Regions from separate parts of the Siniperca chuatsi genome. Here region 1 is linked to region 2. The links are chromatin contacts, called in public Hi-C maps. All regions are on one chromosome and are shown on one strand. Each heading gives the region's core, a stretch centred on a gene start, on an enhancer-like site or on the middle of the called end of the contact. The rest is flanking DNA. Distances are from core to core; before and after follow the strand shown. Region 1 holds the start of fgfrl1a (fibroblast growth factor receptor-like 1a). Region 2 overlaps fgfrl1a (fibroblast growth factor receptor-like 1a).

Evidence for each region. A called contact is a pair of places that touch in the nucleus more often than the background predicts.
Region 1: a Hi-C map of liver shows a contact between it and region 2, with 2.7 times the contacts expected there. The contact joins the promoter of fgfrl1a here to the enhancer-like site in region 2. A contact is called at or near these places in 2 of 3 Hi-C or Micro-C datasets (liver and skeletal muscle).

What each region holds. Positions count from the first base shown.
Region 1 is chrLG8:8,682,795-8,689,082 of ASM2008510v1, forward strand. It overlaps fgfrl1a (fibroblast growth factor receptor-like 1a), which reads right to left and starts at 4,499. Exons shown (of 8, transcript XM_044205316.1): 1 at 3,929-4,499; 2 at 2,245-2,348. The coding sequence starts at 2,305.
Region 2 is chrLG8:8,624,166-8,630,837 of ASM2008510v1, forward strand. It overlaps fgfrl1a (fibroblast growth factor receptor-like 1a), which reads right to left. Exons shown (of 8, transcript XM_044205316.1): 4 at 6,511-6,588; 5 at 2,641-2,940. Among protein-coding and RNA genes, the nearest start is that of LOC122880592, 19 kb to the left of the region's middle. Within about 2 kb of position 4,361, the one cell type or tissue checked has an H3K27ac peak away from gene starts, as active enhancers do. A contact at or near this core is called in liver, where this site is marked.

The sequences.
Region 1 (6,288 bases), core at 3,249-5,748, 59 kb after region 2:
AGTGCAAGGCCACAAGTAACTTGCAATTTGGTGGAAGTTGCAGTGGGCAACAAACAGCCTGCGTGGAAGCTCTGTCTGAGAAGACAATTTCAGGGGAAATTGAGTTACATTGGCAATAACTGCAAGCATGTTGGACTACAGAAGTCGAAAATTGATTTAGCTTGACCTTGGCACTTAACATTGTTCTGACTTGGATTGTTTTGTGTGTAAAATGTTGGTGTTTGAAAAAAACCTGCAAAAATAATCCAGGGATTGGCTTAAGATGCAGGTAAATTTAGTGGAAATTGGTTGAGTGTGCCTTCAAAGTTGCAAGATCGCCAACTCATAGTTTTAAAAACATCTGTTGAAAATTTCCTGCATTCTTTCTGTCTGTTTCAGATAATTCTTCAGTTTTTTAAACATTATACTATATGTTATAAACAGGGAACGTCAAAGATTAGATACAGATAGAGAGTAGATGACATGCTGCATTAGTCAAGTTTAAAACCACAAATTCACAATTACATGGTATGAACCTCAGGCCATGGAGCCACCAAAACCCAGCGTCCTACTGGCGTACTGTCTTTCAGCTGCCATAATATCAGTCAGTGTTACACAGGCAATAACAAAATAAATTACAAAAAATAACAATAATTACTTCTCCTTTAAAATTGGGTTGCATATAAACAAACTCTCTGTCTATTTCTGACCTCTGCTAAAAATTAAACCTTACCCTTTCTGCTCTATATCAGTTGCCTGAGACAAATGTAGAAACAAACATTAACAATTTTTCTCCTTTCTACAACCTCATTTCACAGTAGCTTAAGTTAGATGTCTAATACTGTAATACTGTAAATTAACCAAGAGAGAGGATCTGTCTGGCAACTCGAGTCTAGCCTATCACAAGATAAGGGAGAACTTCAGTTTCTAATGGTTCATAATGGTATTTTGTCCCCTCTGTCCTCTTCATGCTCTCCTGCTCTCTTGCTCACATGCCCTCCTATAATCTGTTTCCTTCCCTTGTCCATTTTTTCCCTTTTCTTCCTCACTTTTTCCCCCTAGTTCCTTTTCTCCTTTCCCTACTTCCCTTCTTTCTCTTTTATCATCCATTATTACTCCAATTTTCCTATGTCCCGAGGCCTGTTTTTCTCCCATTCACCCTCTTTCTTTTCTTTCCTTCCATCTCTCTCCTCTTCTCTCCCTTCCACCCTTACCCCCACCTTCTGTCTCCTTCTGCTGCCTGTCCTGGTTTCATTGACAGACTGCAGGCGGTAAGGGGGAGGAAATGCTGTGGCATTGCACAGCAAACATCCCTAATAGGCTAATCTAATCTCATCTCTTTGCGGTCTATGGCCCTGTGTTTACTTTCGGCCCCGTGTCTGCATGCTGGCCCGGCCTCGCCTCGCTGAATGCAGCTTTGTTCCCACTGAAAACTCATCACTGGTGTGATCTCGGGAATAGGCGCCAACTCCACAACCGTCTACCCATAATGCCTGCAGGCTGGGTCATAGATCGTTCTCATCTATGTAGAGCTTCTGTTGTTTTTTGTTTTATTATGTTTAGTTTCATTGAAAGAAACAAGGTAGCAGGCAGAGTATTGAGGGTATTGTTCAATTTAGATTATGAGTTGAAATACTAAATTTGACTCTACAGTCAGCAAGATAGCATCCTTGCAAAATAACCAGAAGGTAGAAAACCACACTACTGCCAGGGAAGTGCAAGAATACCTACCAGTAACTGAATAACCAGTCAACGGCAAAGGTTCACTGACTATCTAAAGAGCAAAAGCATTCATTAAGTTAAATTCACCCCAGGAGTGTCTGCAGATATTCCAAAATCTGAGCAAATGTATCAGTGCAGAATGAGCAAATACAGGATAACAAAGCACAAAGTTTTTCAAAGCACACAATTAAGAGTAGTTCCAAACAACAGGTGACAGAAAAGATAGAGGAGAGGGTTCGTTCCTGCATCTACCACTGTCCTCCCATCATACTTTCAGCTTAAATGAGACAGTTGTGTCTGAAACACAGTCAAAGCAATTGTACCACCATGTTTCAAATCCTCCTGGGGTTGGAACAGCAGTGTAGCAAGAACGCAAAAATAGGAAATTTCACTACAGTAAATTTACTCTGAAGGAGAATCTTTTGAAGACTTTATTACAAGTATGGCCAGATAGAGATTTATATTAATGCCATTATCTTACTGCTGGGACTGATGACGGTAATGCTCCAAGTCTCTGTTGAAATCAGTGCTTCTGTTACTCACCCCTGGCAGCAGCGGACATCAGGACCATCTCCAGCAACAGAAAGACCCAGAGAAGCTTCATATTGGTTTAATTTTCAGGAAGAAGAATGCTCAGTCTCTTTGATCTGAAAGGAAATAAAATTAGAGAAATATTCATATATTTAGGAGATACTGAGTAATTATTTCCCACCTTGAAGGTGCATTTTAATCTTTTAGATTGCATCTCTGTATATAAATCATTAATTTATCAAAAATGCTGCATTGTCCACTGTCAAGGTCTGATTTATTCCAAAAATCCACCAGCCACATTCATTATTTGACCATCTGATGGGTTTTTCTGATTAATTGCTTCCAAAATACCTGCTAGCGCCATGGAATTAAAACCTAATTTACTACCAACTGGCTGACATCTGGTGAGTATCTATGTGAAAACCTGCCTTGAATTTTAGACGAGACAAAAGTAGGAATAGCCTGGTAGAAAATAATCAACTTAGTCCTTAATCAGGGAAAGTAATAAAATAAAAGTCTCTAGTTTCTGTGAACAAAGCTGAGAGACAGGTGTATTTCTTATAACACCATTAGTTCCTGTGCAGATGTTTTGAAAACCTACCAGGCTGAAGTTTCTAAAGGTAGGCATTAGATAGAAGGTGAAATAACACATGCATTCGCTTCCATCTCTTCTATTCAGTGTATACTGTCTTCTAAACATGATTTGGTTCTACAGATGTCCACGGCAGTCAGAAAAAAGTAAGGAGCAGAGATTTTCTGGAAGTCAAACTATTTTCCTTACAGATTTATTCTGTCCACCTGTCCATATGTCTCTCCTTACAGTGGTTTTAATCTTTCCGCCACATAAATTCTTCCCTGAACCTTATGAGATCTTATTTCAATACTTCACATGCTGTATCTTTGATCAGCCTTTGTCAACCTCAGTGTCTCAGTTCACCAAAATCTGCTACACACGTAAAAGTGCAGGATAAATGATTTGTGGAAATCAAGAGTAGATTTTCAACCTACCAAAATCAGGTTTAGTCTCATTTCTATTTGCATAAGTACAGTTCTTATCTTACAGGGAGAACAATCTTTCTTCCCTAAATTTACAATAAACATCATACAAAGCAGTTGAAAGTGTAAATGTAAAAGTTTCTTTAAGGAGGAACAGCCTGCAACCTGTGATTGTTTGCATTATGATGATCCCAGACTGGAGGTCTAATGATTTATTTATTTATCACTTGTATAAAATAAATAATTGACATGCCAATTAATAAAAAATAATAATGTAATTATCATAAACTCTTTGCATCCATACAGTATGACGTTATTAAACCATATTGTACTATATGAATGTGCTGTCTATAGTTGTAACCACTTAATGCATTTAGTCAAGTGCTGCAACATGTTATAACTCTTATTATTCACAGATATAGCAAAACTTAACATTAAGTACCAACTTCTGTACAGTAATACCGTTGAAGATGATATAGGAATATGACATAAGTTTGACTCAAAATGAAACTTGAAATGAACTTAATCGGGGGAAAATAAAACTCGGTAGCCTATATAGAAAAATACATACGAATGAAAGGTGATTTATGATACAAGTTCACTGTAAACGTACTATAAAGTGCGACAAACATTGAGACCCTGTGGATACATGATATAGCCTACATATAACAGTGACTTTGGCTTATTAATAAAGACTTACTGTAAAACTCCCAGCAGTGATGAAATAGCCACAGTCTGTTACCCCCTGGTGACCTGCACGTAAACCATGCCTCTATCCCGAAAAATGTTCTTCAACTCCTCTCCAATGATTGTATGATTTTGATAGCTTAATTCGCGATTCAAAGAATCATTTACAAATGTGAAGAGACGCGTCTGTCACCGAAACGCCAACTTGTAGTAAATGAAGTCGACTTATACAAAGTATACAAAAGTAAGCTATAACTAAGCGAGCGAAAAAACATATGAGTAAATGTAGGAAAAAAAATCTAAAATATATAGGCTAAGGTCAAACACGTGAGCGCTCCAAATGCAGGCTGTAGTATTTCTGAATGACAGTCCGCATGCAACGTTAAAACGCTCGAGGGAGACCACTAACAGCACCGGGAAAAGGAAGAAAGAGAAAAACGGAAACACTTTATCTACATTTTCTGCGTGTTTGCGTGACTATTCACACATCTATTAAAATGAAAACCTGAATACTATATCAATATTGCCTCCAGCAGCGTTCACAGTGTAAATTTCAGCCGCAGGCGAGAAAACAAACTACGTCGACAGACTGTCTCAGTACAGAACTTTCAGCCAATCAGAGGGCAGGCCAATCAGAGAGCGGACCAATCAACGATTAGGAACGTGCTGGACAAATTTGGAGCGGTTTGGGGGTACAGGAGGGGGGCATTAACTCAAATGAACTTAAATAATTTGATTTAAAACCTTCATCCAGGGGTCCCTGAGGGGGCTACAGGAGTAAATGTGAAAAAGTTCTTTTCACAATTCTTAATTTCCTACCTTTATTCGTTTCATTATTGTTATTTGTATTATTATTATTGTCATTATTATAAATAGTAGGCATAGTAGTCGCAGTAACAGTAGAAGTAGTATTTGTATTTAAATAACTATATAATTCAGACATTTTTTTTTCTATTTTCTACTTTTCTACTTTCTGTTCTATTCATGAAGCCTAGTGCATGTCCAGCACCTCATTGCTTTTGTCCATGCGAGCTTGTTTGATGTTACATTATGAACCAACACTGCCACCTCATGGCATTTAGACATTAGTACAGCAATGTGCTTTTAAAAAAATCGACATAACGGACATAACAGTAAATTTGGTTCCTCCTGAAGATGTCCTGCAGAATTGATGGCCTAGGAAATATAGAAGATAAATAAATTCAAGTTCAAGTCTCTCACTCTCTTCAACTAAACAAATCACACATGCACATAACTGCAGTGTGTTTTCGATATGTATGGGGATTAGCAATGATTGACAGTGGTTGACCAGTTGATCTCTGATCTGACCTGATACAAAAAAGTCCTTTAGGAATGTGTTTCCGTTGTGAAGGAGTCCTGTAGGAATTATGCAGGTACTGTGCAGGGCAATGAATCATCCTGCAGACTTTGTTTTTAACAATCTTTAGGCTTCTGTCTCCTTCTGAGTGGAGCTTCAGACAGTTGACAATGTCCCTCTACCCATCTGAAAAGTATTTTCTGTTGTCAACTCATGCTCTAAAATCTTAAATTGTCAGTGTACTTAGATAGCTTGATATAAACATTCTCTGAGGCACTTTGGATGATGGTGCATTTTTGCATATGCGGTACTCTTTCACTAATAATAACTTGTCCAATAATAATAATCTTATTAAGATAACAGACTAATCTTACAAAACCTTGATGATTCTATTCTTTTCCACACTGTGCAGCAGTAGTGCCATCTCCTGGTGATAGGAGGAACAGCACACCCGCGTTTTCATCCTGTAGGTTTGGATCAATCTCAGTGCAGAGAGGACTTTCTTGACAGATGGACACAACTTGGATCCAAGTCCTGTAATTACATTATAGCCTGAAAAATAGGTCTATATTTGGGAATGCATCAGGACCATCCCAGACAAACAGTCTGAACTTATGCTGTTATTTTCTTATTACCTGCTCTTTAAACTAATTCAGCTCTTTGTAGAGGGCAGGACTCTTCAGTGTATTCAAATTATTCAACATCCTGTTATTAGTCAAGGTCACTTAAAAGTGGAGATTTGATCCCCCCTCCCCTCCTATACTCAAAGCATAGGTCTTACTTGGTACATAGGAAAAAATATACAAATGAAATAGGAGTTAAAAGATGCAGTTTGATGTCATTGTATGCATTTTGTGGATATTTTGACAGTGTAATTCTTGTTCTTTACAGGAGTGCCTGTATTTTTTTTTTTAACAATAACCTGGAATCAATCTGACTCTGTCTAATGTGAAAGGGGTAGCTTGTAGTTATAAACCCACAAAGAATTATCACCCAACTCTGCTGTTAGAGTTATTCTGCCACCAGTTTGCCAGTAAATACATAACTGAGATAAA
Region 2 (6,672 bases), core at 3,111-5,610:
CGGGTGCATGTTTTACTTTAGAAATAGGTTTAAGACTCTAAGAACACCTTGCAGAGCTAGCTTTGTTTTCTTTGTTGTTTTCAGTGTCTGTACAGTGTTACAGACAGTGCTGCACAGGTTTTATTAAAAGCTCAGGGTGTTATAAATTTAATTATTTAAACTTTAAATGTGTTAATGTAGTCACAGCACATCCCACAGGCATCAGGTAAGCATGGCTACCTACAATGAAATGCAAAGGAACCACACGTGCAAACAACAGTGCCAGAACTCATTCAGCTAACATATGAAAAAGAATTGCAAAAAAAAAAGTTTTATAAAGGACGCTTAGAGCGCTAATCAAGCAGGTGCAAATGCCAACCAGATAAATGATCACCTTTAGGAATTATGTTCCTGATGTACTATATTCAAGAATCTCTATTTATGGATTATGGATATATATTATGTTTTGTGACAGCTTTACAGGTTTTCTGTCCTGGATTCTTTTCTAGTTTTCTTACTAACAACTGTGAATGACTGACAGCTGAGTGAATCTCTACAGATAGAGAAAATGTCACATTTGACATAAGCGAGCAGCGGTTTGATTTACTTCCTTTCTCTCTCTCTGTGTGTGTGTGTGTGTGTGTGTGTGTGTGTGTGTGTGTGTGTGTGTGTGTGCACATGTATAAGTGTGTAAGTGTCTCTCAGGACAGACTACAGCTGTACTTTAATGTACAACAGATGTGGTGAGTAAAGTAAATTGAGGAGCTAGTCTGTGGCTCTCAACAGAGCTATCACATTCAGTAACATACAGTTCAGTGCACACACACACACACAAATTCATCCTCCACCAAACAACTTAACATTAAATCATCCAGCACCAAAACAGCTTTTGCAGCCTTCCAACACAACCTAATACATCACAAAACACTCATTCATCATAACACACATTCTACTCTCAAAGGCAAAATTATACCCTATTTAGACTAAAACTGTAGCTGGATCACCTTCCAAACTGAAAAACCTGTTGAACATTCCTCGCTCGCTTGACTGGTGTTTATTGACAAACCTGGTGGTGATCAATAAATGCCACTGAAGTGAAAGGTGGCTTTTAAAAGTTTTTTTAAACATCTATTCTGGGTGCAACTCATTAGCCAGCACACTGTGCATGTGGGCACTGTAGCTCTACTTTGCAACCAACCACAATATCTAAAAGACTTACATTGAATTCATTAACACAAGCAGCATCAAAATTAAAATTTGGACATTAAAATTTTGGTTGATACTGTCCCTGTGGTTCAAATTTGTTATGTTGTAAGTGTATGTATGTGTTATGTAACATAATCTTATGTACTCTCTAAATGTCAAATTCAACCTGAGAGACCAAGTTTAGCTAAATCTGCCATGAAAAATATTATTTAATGTCATGATTTTTAACTTACTCTTATGACTGTAGGTTAACACATTCAACATACTATATTAAATGGTATAAGAGAAACCTGCTGATGACTGACCATCTTAAAATTATTTTTTGCCTTTATTTGTTTGGAACAGCTGAAGAGAGACAGGAAATGTGAGAAAGAGAGAGAGGATGGCATGCAGCAAAGGGCCGCGGCGGTAAGGACTCAGCCTTGTACAAACGTACATGGTGTGTGCACTCTACCAGGTGAGCTACTGGGGCACCCCCAAGTCTTTTTCTCTTAAAACACGATGGAAATCTGTACTCGGGTCCTTTCCAAACAGAATAAGCAGCAATCTCTTATGAAAGCAAAATACTGATCACTGGCATCAGACTCTTTGCCAGCAAATCATTTAAATAGTTGAAAAGTTAATAATGGTGTTCTTGACATTCTACATAATCACTGTATTGTGGGTCAGAATGGAAACAATACCCATTTCAAACCCTATTATTTAGTTAGACAGGCCTCTCAGTCAAACAATAACACACATACTGTGTACGACACAATGTATGCTATTGTTTGCTCAACAAGTCACACACCACATTTCCAAAAATATGCTTTCTGATGTGTCACAACATGAAATGACCACATGCAGCCACATTTTTACATAGATAAAAAATTTTACAGAAACATTTTTAGTATGCTTCATCTCTTAAAAGTAGTGCTGAAACAATTAGTTGATGAATGGATTAGTCAATCGACAATAAATAAACAGTCAACAACTTTGATGATCAGTTAATCGTGTCATTATCAGGCAAAAATGCCAATTATTAGCTTTTTCCTACAGCTTCAATTTGAGGGTTTGACGCTTTTCTCCATTTTATATAACTGTAAATGGAATATTTTGGGGGTTTTCTACCGTTGGTCGGACAAAACAAGCTATTTAGCGGTCAGATTGAGCCCTGGAAACTTTTTTACTTTCACTATTTTCTGACATTTTATATACTAATCGAATTATTGACAGATAATGGGATAATGAAAATGGAAGGGGAAATTCTCTGCTATTTTATAGAGGATGCTGGTACATTTTGAAAGTCTGGGACAGACTTTGGAGGTGGCATTGATCTCTCCTGCTCTGTTGGGACAGGACACACACAACTGGGCAGATTCTTCCTAGCATGAAGCTTCAACCAATCTTTATCAAAGCTGAATAAGTTTGAGGTTAAGCACCCAGTTTCTCTCTCTAGAAAACATGGTGACTCACGTATGACTTCCACTTTGTAGGTGGCATTGATCTCTCCTGCTCTGTTGGAGACGTGGCAGGTGTACTTCCCGCTGTGCTCTGGTGTCAGGTACTTCAGACTCAGAGTCCATTTCTTCTTCTTCCCTTCCCCTCCTCCTCCTGCTCCACCGTCCTCATCCACCAGCGGCCGACTGTCCTTCAGCCAGACAATGTCCGGACGAGGGTTTCCGCTTGCTGTACACTTCAGGCGCACTGAGCTGCCCACTGGGCGAGCGATGACACGCTTCCTCATCTTTGACGGCTGGGTGAAACGTGGACGTACTGCGAGTGGAAAGAGGGTGAAAGGGATAATTGGAACTATAATTAGAAAGAGATCTAGTATTGGAAAACAAGGTGTATTGCTATTGGCTGCCTGTAGAATATGGGTTACTCTGGATACAAATTCAAACCAAAAATGTAAATATAAAGAGATATGTAACACACAGAAACTCTCTTTCTCCCTCTCAGTCAGCTAGGACTGAGCATTCTCCAAGAAAGAAACTCTATAATCACACAGATATTGTAGCATGTTGCTTGGCTTGGCTTTATGAACTGTGTGTTGATTCCTTGTTGCTCAATCTGACGTTTTATTGGTTGAACCCTTGTTTATGCATGCAGACATCTGCAGCAACTAATGTGATTACAAATTAATTTTCTGCCCCATGAATACTCTGCACTGATGCGTAACCTTCCACTCCACACCATGAAATCAGTTTCTTTGGAGTTAATAATAATCTGCATCTACACACAAGTACATTCATGCCTGGTGTGAACAGGCATAGATTGAGTGAATTTTTAGGACTGAACACGAAACTTGTTAACTTGTTAAGATGTTAACTTGTTTTGCAGTGTAAGGAGCGTCAGACAGGCTGAGGTCATTGACACAAGCAGGGCCAAGAATTCCATGTTGTGCTATAAAAACATATGGCAACGTGCCTCTTGGTATCTACAGCCTAATTTGCTGTAATAAACCTAATTGTTTTGTTTGAGAAAAATGTTTGAATCACTTCCTCTTCTCTCTGACACAAAAGACTTACTCACATGACCGGGAACCTTCACATACAAACACATGCATATACACAAATACACCAGATTCTTTTTTACCTCAAATCATGCATCCATGAGACCCCATCGTAAAACCCAGACACCCGCTAGACAGCTATGTAACATCACTGTAAATATCCGTCATGAATAAATATCTGTGCACAAATCATAAAACGCTTAGCATCACACCAAAAATTGATGCAAATCCTTTCTTACAAAACATAAAATGGCCAGTTAACCACATATACCTATTCAAACATCCACATCCCTTCACGCAGTTACATGACTTCACCCCATCTAGCCATTCAAGGATACATATTCCTCCTTTTGACAAAACCTAACCTAAACCCATGCATCTATTAATACACACATATCCCTCTTTAAAGAAACACAACAATCAGCGAGCAGTGAAAACAGATCAAAGAGGGAGAAAACTATCCAGTAGGGAGGGAGGAGAGGAAATCATTCACAGGAGTGCTTGATTTTATAGCCCTCATGTTCTAGCCACAGCAGATAGCCATCAACTGGGGCAATAAATCACCCTGAAACTACTGCAGTTGTGTCTCTTTCTTTGGATACAGTTATTATTCTAGCGCTAGGTAAACAAACAGGGGGGAGAGTTATGTGACGGGTTTGCACGCTTAAATGAGGAGATTTCACTACGGCTGCATTACTCAGTAGAATATAGCTGTCTGCTGACCGACAGGAAGCTGGGCAGGGTGACAAAACAAACATAACCGAACAGCTTTTTAGTCTTGCATTTGTCCCCCCCGTGACTAAGAAAAGCTACTGGACTACAGCTGAACTGTGACCAGACTCAGTCAATAGATCTAACAGAGAGTGGTGGAGAAGTAGAAGACAATGATTAATAGTTTAATGTTTTGGCAATGTCCTACTTTGATGATTACATAAATTCAACTGTGCTGGCTTAGACTGAAATAATTGAAAAGAGGAGAGAACAGTCAATGCAAAGAGCAGCTGAACTGGATTGGATAAAGAAGACACTAGAGAATGAACAAAATACATTTGAAATGAACTGATTTATATTATCCAAACTGAACCAAAGCAAACAGAAGTTAAGGAGAAAACAGATGGAAAGAGAAAGAGAGTGAAGTTCAAATCAAGGTTAGCACATACAGACGACTGACAGAAGAATAAAAATGGAGTGATGGCAGAGAAATTGAGAACAAAGAGAACGAGACATGTAGTTAAAACAAGAAAAAAGCAAAGGTAAGAGAGAGACACATGAAGAGGTAGAAAGAAAGAAAAACAGAGAGAGAGGAGAAGCGAGGGCGAACTGAGTGAGCAGTGATAGAGAGGGCGAAGAGGGGAGAAGGTGAGAGCCAGAACTGGCGAAAGGGCAGGCTTGTTCTGAGTCTCAGGGGCCACTTCAACGCCAGACTTCACAGTGTAAAAATACTGCTGACCCTACGACTGACCGCCTTTGATGAGACAGTGTGCCATGGACAGACAGACAGAGGGAGTATGTGTGTGTGTGTGTGTGTGTGAGAGAGAGAGAGAAAGAGAGCCTTGTGATTTCCAACTTGGATTCTGAGATTGAGGAGATTTTGGCTAATCTTGATTTGAGTAGTTTAGGTGAGGACTTGGGTTTAGTGTTAACATTACACTTACATTTAGGTTTAAGGTGAAGATTTAGATCAGGATTTGGACTTTGGTTAAGCTTAAACAAAGTTAAAATCTTTTGCTGAGGGTTAGATGAGAAGTCTGATACCACTCTCGTGTCTGTGCAAGTTTGCAGCTAGAGCCACGAGGCAGTTAGCCTAGCTTAACAGAAAGCCTGGAACCGGGGGGGAACAGCTAGCCTGGTTCTCTCCAACGTTCACAAATACACCTGACAACACATTTTAAACTTAGTAATTAACACAGATATTGTTTGTTTAATCCATACACAAACAGAAATGTAAAAATAGACAATTTGTTGTTTCATAAGAAGTTGCAACTGTTTCTTGGTTAAAAAAAAATCAGCCGAGAGCCTTGTTTCCTCCTCCTTCCTGTCTTTTGCTAAGCTATGCTAACTGTCTCCTGGCTCTAGCTTCATACTTAACTCACAGATATGAGAGTGGTATTGATCTTCTCATCTAACTCTCAGCAAGAAAGGGAATAAGCGTATTTTCCAAAATGACAAACTACTCCTTTACACACGTAGTTGTTGAAAATTTATCAGTACATTTATCAATAAAATACAATCCAGGAAGTCCAGCAACAATCGCAAGGTAAACAGCAGAAATACAATGTTCACATTACATTATTTATTTGATTGTTTTTAATCAGGATCAATTTTTTGCCACAGCCCCCTGTGTTGGCATCCCTGCTGCTGCGAAATGTGTGTGAAAAAAACAAAGAGAGTAAGTGTGAGTGTTCATGGATGTTTATGACAGAGAGAGAGAGAAAGAGAGGGAGAAGGGGAAGGAGAGAAAGTTGGATAAAAGGACAAAACAAGTAAAGAAAGAAGGGTTAAGTTACATGACAGAGGGGCCAGGGATACTTGGGAGAGGGGGGAGAAGGAAGGAATGTGTCCCACCAAATCACACCTCACACAAATAGACTGCTCTCCACTTTGTCAGAACCAATTATCTGAGCAAACGACCAACCTGATGTGGGCCTGTGTGTGGGCATATACCCTCACCTTCTCCCCTGTGACAGTGTACAAGGTGTTTATTGTACATTCTGCTACTGTACTTATTAAAATGTTACACACTCTCAGCTATCTAAAGTGTCACCTCTAGGCTCATTTTCAAATGTTTATATGCCTGTAGTGATAAGATCAGAGAAGTTACGAGTGGTTACCCAGTTTCCCAGCCAGCTCTGGGGCATGTTCAGAGTCACCGTTGGCCATCCCTGCTCCACTTCTTGAACTGGAGTCATCTGATGAGGGAGAGAGAAAGACAAGAAGCATCATTAGTGAATTGACCATTTCTAAATACAGTAGTTGATCATGGGTAGTATACT